2 separate regions of the Macaca mulatta genome follow, and region 1 is linked to region 2. The links are chromatin contacts, called in public Hi-C maps. All regions are on one chromosome and are shown on one strand. The core of a region is the stretch at or near the end of the contact, and the rest is flanking DNA. Distances in the headings are between cores, read along the strand shown.

Region 1 (3,183 bases), core at 211-2,710, 360 kb after region 2:
CAGTCCCAATGAGATGAACTGGGTACCTCAGTTGGAAATGCAGAAATCACCTGTCTTCTGCCTCGATCTCGCTGGGAGCTGCAGACCACAGCTGTTCCTATTCAGCCATCTTGCCAGCAATCCCCCGGAACTCTTAATTTCTTGCTACAGGACCAGTGATGTCAAGAGTGTAAGTGACTGGCCCAATGTCATATGGCTCATTTGCTACAGAACCAGGATGGCAAAACTGAGCTTGAAAAATCAACCAACCAGCACAACCACAACAGCAAGGCAGGGCCACCCAGCCTCTGTGTTTCACTCTGCATGGCTGGCCCACCAAACTTCGTTGGCCTTATGGCTTCTCATTTAAACTGCAGAGAAGCTATGGTTAAGTCAAAGGCTTAGCTAGGTTAGAGTGAATTACTGAATCAGGGGAGTCCTATTTACAGAAAGGAGGGAAGGAGTATATAAAGAGGAAGAAAAGTAAACGGAGGCATAAGTGAAGAAAATGAAGGAGGAATCTCCTAAGAACGGACAAAGTGAGTGTCAAAATGAGACTCCACCCCAGGAAGGAGAGGGGGAGGGGCCCATGGAGCAGGAGGGAAAAGGATTCCTCCCCCTCAGTAATCTTAATTATAGTAGTATAGGACAGGTATGAATAGTGTTGTTTTATATATGAGAAAACCGGAACTCGGTAAAGCTGTATCACTTACTCAAGACATACAGTTGGTAAGTCTCCTAATTCTGTAATTTTTTTTCTTTCCATAGGTCTCTCTCTTCCCTTGTTTCCATCATTACTTCCCTCTGGCCTCCTTTTATGTGTACAAAGTGAAGTACTGAGGTTTTTACTTTTTTTCTGAAATAGTTATCAAATATCCCGTGATGGAGTATGTGGTTACCATGACAACACAGCCCTCACTGAGGACTAGCCTCCCTGCTTTGCCTCCGGAATCATGTTTCACGGAACAGGTTCCTCTCCGTGGAACTTCTAGGAGCTGTAATGCTACATTTTGTTTGGGTGGTTATTTGCTGAATGTATGTCCTCCACTAGACTATGTAAGCTTCACAATGGCAGGGACCAGCCTACTTTGCCAACAGTGTGCCCCCAGCGTTTTGCACAGTGCTTAGCACCAGGATCTACGTGGTATTTGCTGAGCAAATGTTCTGTGGTTCCTCTCCGCTCTCTTCTGAAAGTTACATGGACAGTAACCTTTAGCTCACGATTATGTTAATAGATACTGTGTAACGAGTCGGGCCGGTATTTACAGATAGTATACAGGTGAATGAACACACACACACTCACAACTGCACAACAGCCCGGGGCGGGTGCACTCAAGAGGAAACGCTCACAGTCGGAGCCAGCCCGACCAGCTCTGTTAAACACCGCTGCGCTGGGCTCCGCGGCCCTCTGCCGAGTGGGAGGGCACCCAGGTCCACGCGCTGCGGGAGTCTAAGGCTCACTGGGACTCGCCTGCCGGGTCGGCGGCGGCGGCGGCGTGGGCGGTGAGTTGTGCGGTGATTGGCCCGCGCCTGCCGGGGTGGGGCGGGGCTGGCGGCGGGGGGCGGGGCTGGCAGCAGGAGACCGGAGCTCGAGCAAAGGGGGCGTGCGCGGCGGCTGCTACCGTAGTTTCAGTATAAACAAGGAACCCGACTGGTTAGGCAGATTTTGTTTTTCTTCTTCCCGCGCGCTTTCGCTCCCTGTCCTTTGGTCGCATTTGTGGGCGCGCGGCACGCAGCCGAGAGGCGGAGGACTCAGAGTCCACCTGCAGGTAGGTTGTTCCCTGGCTGGGATTTTCTCCCGGCGGGGGGACCACAGCCCGGTAGCGGGAACTCGGGACCCTGCTGAGCGCTGCGCTCTCCCTGGAGATCCCGGGGCCGCGCGGGGAGCGAGCAGGGCTCAGAGACTGCACCGGCTGGGTGCGCTCTGAGGCGGTGGGAGATCCCGAGGCGAGTGAGCGCGAACGCGGGCACCAAGAGCCGGGTTTCAGCCCGGGACCGGGGGAGGGCCCCTGCCCGGCCGCTGCGGGCACCTGGGACTGCCGCGGCCCCAACAGGTGCGTGGCCGAGCCACTGGAACCCGGGTAGGGACGGGCTTGGGTTGGGTTGTGCCTTCCCTCTTTCTCCCTGATCCTGCAGCCAGGCCTTCTGTCTCGAGATCGGTGGTTTTTGAGGATTTGTCTTGAGTTGTAGTCGCGTCCATCATTTTTTTCATCCCTTCTTTCCTTCGTGTGCATACCTAGGTTGATTCTTCCACTTCTTAACTAGTTTGTGTGTGTGTGTGTGTGTGTGTGTGTGTGTGTGTGTGTGTGTAGGGGGAGCTGTTGATTTTTGTTGTCAGTGCCATGTAATCTAAAGTCTGACTCGTAGGAAGGGACAAGGGAACAGAAGTCACATACTCCTCACCGACAAGGTGATGTTCTGTCATCCTTCGGTGTTCACCTGGCAAACTTGGGAGACACTGAGTCGTATTGCTTTTGCCAGAGCTCAGTTGAATAGCCTCGGGTCACCTGCCTGGGGAATCTAAGGTGAGCTAGAGGTATCTGGGAGCCTCGCGGGCGATCAGCTTGAGGGAGGCTCTTTCTAAGGGAGCTGTGAAAAACAACTTTAGTGCTGCACCAGGGAGAAGGGCGAGACGGGGGCTGGGGTGCGCGCGCCATTGTGTGTGTGCATGGACGTACCATTTCAATACGGCTTGCTGTCTTGCCCCAACCAAATCGGCGCAGTTCAGGAAAAAGCAACGTAGCTTAGTCCTCTGACACTGCCGAGGGTGGCACAAGTGTGGCACATAACACAAGGAGATTGTCTAGACTGCGATTTTCTCTTCGGAATGTAGATGTATGTGTCCATCCTCCCTGATGAATTCGGTGGATATGGTGTATATCGATGAATATGCACACAAATTTGTGTATGTGTTTGGACCGAACGCGTCTCCAAGGAGTCCTTCGTCAGCAGCACCATGTGACGACGATCAGGAACTGCTGGTGTGTGTAGATCTATATTTAGCTCAGATGGTCTAATGGCCGAGGGGAGGGTCTCTGAACTGGGTGCATAAAGGGGAAGAGTCTAGGGATCAGGGTGGTGCACTTTTGAATGATGTCTGGCACAGTCACACTCAGATGGGGTGAATAATTGCCCTTTCCTCCTGAAAACAGTAGCTAGAGCTTGGCATGTGACGGCTGTGCCTTAATTTAAAACATAGTTGGA
Region 2 (3,057 bases), core at 267-2,766:
TGGTAGTGGGTGCTTGTAATTCCAGCTACTCAGGATGCTGAGGCAGGATAATCACTTGAACCCGGGAGGAGGAGGTTGCAGTGAACCAAGATCGCACCATTGCACTCCAGCCTGGGTGACGAGAGCAAGACTCCATCTCAAAAAACAAAACAAAACAAAACAAAAAAACAAAAACAAACAAACAAAAAAACCAGAAACAAGCAAACAAAAAAACCCGTGTGTCAAGGGACTTTAGAAATGGAAAGTATTATATAAATGATAAATGTCAGGAGGTATTAGGATTGTTACTAATTAAAATTATGCTCTGGAAATTCCAGAGACATTTTCTTCTTTTGTGAGGCATAGTTATCATTGGTGTTAACTTGCTTTGGGTATAGCTTAGACTACTGGTTCTCAAAGTAAGGTTCCAGGACTGGGAGCATCAGCTGTACCTAGAAATGTGTTAGAAATGCAAATCCTTTGGCTTCACCGCATCCCTTCTAAGTTGGAACCTCTGGAGGAGGGGCTTAGCAATCTGTGGTTTAATAAGCTCTCCAGGTGATTCTTATGCCTCTGAAGTTTGAGCTCCTTTGGCTTTAAGCTGTGCCCAGCTGGACATAGGTAGGCTCTGATGTGCTGATGTTTTTCCACCTGAGCTTCCTTTCGCATATGGAAGGGATTCTGTAGGCATAAATGTGTGCCCCGAAGATTGAGCTGTCACAACATGCCTGCCACTGATGTTTGCCATTTTTCAGCATAGGAACAGATCCTAGGATTGCAGGTTCTTGAAGCGCCACCTTTGCTAAACACAAATGAATCAGGGATTTTGGTAGGGGTCCAGAGAGGGGGTTTTAAGGTGCTCCCTGAATGAGAAAATACCAGTTGGATGAGATGACTGGTAAACTATTCTGTGAAATTCTGTAGAGCTGCTCTGAGCTTGGTTCCTGTTCTGGCTACTTCTGAATGCCAGGTTTTTATCTTTTTTCTAACATCCTTAGTCTTCCTCACATGAACACCCATCTATTAATCAGACTGGGGCCTGCTCCTTCTCTGCCAGGTCTGAGAAAAAGGCGGGTGTTCACTGCGCACCCTGTATTTCCCATCATGCCCCTGGATTGCAGCCATGCCATGTCTGTTATGATAGGCGGACAATAGTTACATGGGTAAAGTGAAAACCAGAGCAGTACATTTAATGAAGGTGGAAAAGGTGAAGTCGTGGGAAAAACACTGGGGGGATCATGGTACTGTCATGTTGATTCACAAGGGAAGAGGCACGTGGTAGGTATTCAATAGATGGGTATTGGATGAATGAATGAGGAATGAATTTGGAGTTTGGGGAGCTAACCAAGCTACTTAACTTCTGAGCATCTATCTTATCCCAGATGAACAGACATTATGCCTTGATTGAGTGAACTATTAGATATGTTTAGTTTTAAATGCAGACATAAATAGATTTGATCTTTCAGTAGTCTGAATTTCCTCCCATCAGCTTTCCCTTAATTATCCACAAGTGTTCCAAGCCTTCATTAGCTAAATAGGATGCAGATGATGGTCATTAGTCTGGGATATAAATCCTGCTGGCACATTCAATGGCTTTTCACTTGGTTAATTGAAATTTTCAGTATTCATGGACTACAAGAAAACACTGTAATTTTATCATTTATTTGGTGGTATGTTTTTTCCTTTGGCTGATGTTTTAAAATTATGCAGTTTTTAAAAAAGAATGTGAATGCCATACTTTGCCTGGAGGGAACACCACTGTATCCAGTGTATATTTATCAATACTAGTCTACTAAAGCAATGAAGACCTAATGGAAATTCATATTTTGTCTAGAAATCCTAGAATTGGCTGGCTAAACTGTCTAAGAAAGCATCCAAGTAGTGTGCACTTTGGGAACTCATTGATTCAAGTGTAAGAGACTTCCAAATTGTTAGTAATGTGATAGGTCTAGTCTTGACATCTACCAATGAGTAAGAAATCATCCATTGTGTCTGTGAGGTGCAAGTCGCAGGTATCAAATGGAGATGCTTTATGGAAACATCATTCCTTTAAACGGCTCTTAGCTTTCAACTGTATTTGACCATTCATCAAACCTACCTGGCCTCTGTCTGGGGGTATCTGGCTGAGAGTGAAAACCACACCCAAACACAGACACATACATATATAAAGGAACAAATAGTACCCGAAATAAAATTTCATAATATTGCTATCTTAGAGATTCAATTTCTGAATTTCTTAATTTTATAATTCAGTACTTAAGCAATTCTCTTGCACATGACTGTTCCAATTTAATGAAGTGTCAGATATTTGCTGTTTTAAAAATGTAAATCTTAGTTACAAGCATTACATAACAGAAATGGACACAGTAGAGATAGAATAGATTTATTTCTGTTTCTCTAAATTAAATTTAATGGGAATTAACAGCATTGTAAAATCTTTCAGAGGTAAACTCTCCCTTGAAAAAAGGAGTATAGGACATATGGATTTGGTTGGTTGTGGTGGCTCACACCTGCAGTCAAAAGTGCTCAGCACTTTGGCAGACTGAGGTGAGAGGATCACTTGGCCCAGGAGTTGGAGACCAGCCTGGGCAACATATTGAGACACCATCTCTACAAAAAATTAAAAAAAAATTAGCCAGGCATGGTGGTGCATGCCTCTGGTCCCAGTTAATTGGGAGGCTAAGGTGGGAGGACTGCTTGAGCTTGAGAGATCAAGGCTGCGGTGAGTCATGATTGAGCCACTGCACTTCATTCTGGGTGACAGAATGAGACTCTATCTCAAAATAAAAGGTAAATTAATTTTTAGAAAGAATATTTGAGATCTCTTTTCAGTGCTCAATCACTTTGCAAAAACATTTCCACCAGTGAGAATTGGGTAAGAAACACACTTTCTGGAAGCGTCTTTTTGTAGGCTGGACTAAATGAGCCACCAATTACTGATCTCCTTTGTGTGGGCTTTCTGTCCAAGGACTTATTAGGGACTTTTTTTTTTTTTTTTTAAATCCCAGTTCACTTTTCCTTTTAGGTCAGTTTTCCCTTTCTGCCCACTTGGAATATTTCTACAAACAGTTATTAATG

The links. A called contact is a pair of places that touch in the nucleus more often than the background predicts.
Region 1: a Hi-C map of fetal cortex germinal zone shows a contact between it and region 2, with 3 times the contacts expected there. The contact joins the promoter of RASGEF1B here to the enhancer-like site in region 2. A contact is called at or near these places in 8 of 14 Hi-C or Micro-C datasets (CD4 T cells, blood, cortical neurons and 4 more).

What each region holds. Positions count from the first base shown.
Region 1 is chr5:52,316,561-52,319,743 of T2T-MMU8v2.0, forward strand. It overlaps RASGEF1B (RasGEF domain family member 1B), which reads left to right and starts at 1,461. Exons shown (of 14, transcript XM_078002636.1): 1 at 1,461-1,482.
Region 2 is chr5:51,951,900-51,954,956 of T2T-MMU8v2.0, forward strand. No RefSeq gene overlaps it. Among named protein-coding and RNA genes, the nearest start is that of RASGEF1B, 360 kb to the right of the region's middle. Within about 2 kb of position 1,517, at least 1 of the 40 cell types and tissues checked has an H3K27ac peak or open chromatin away from gene starts, as enhancers often do. A contact at or near this core is called in fetal cortex germinal zone, where this site is marked.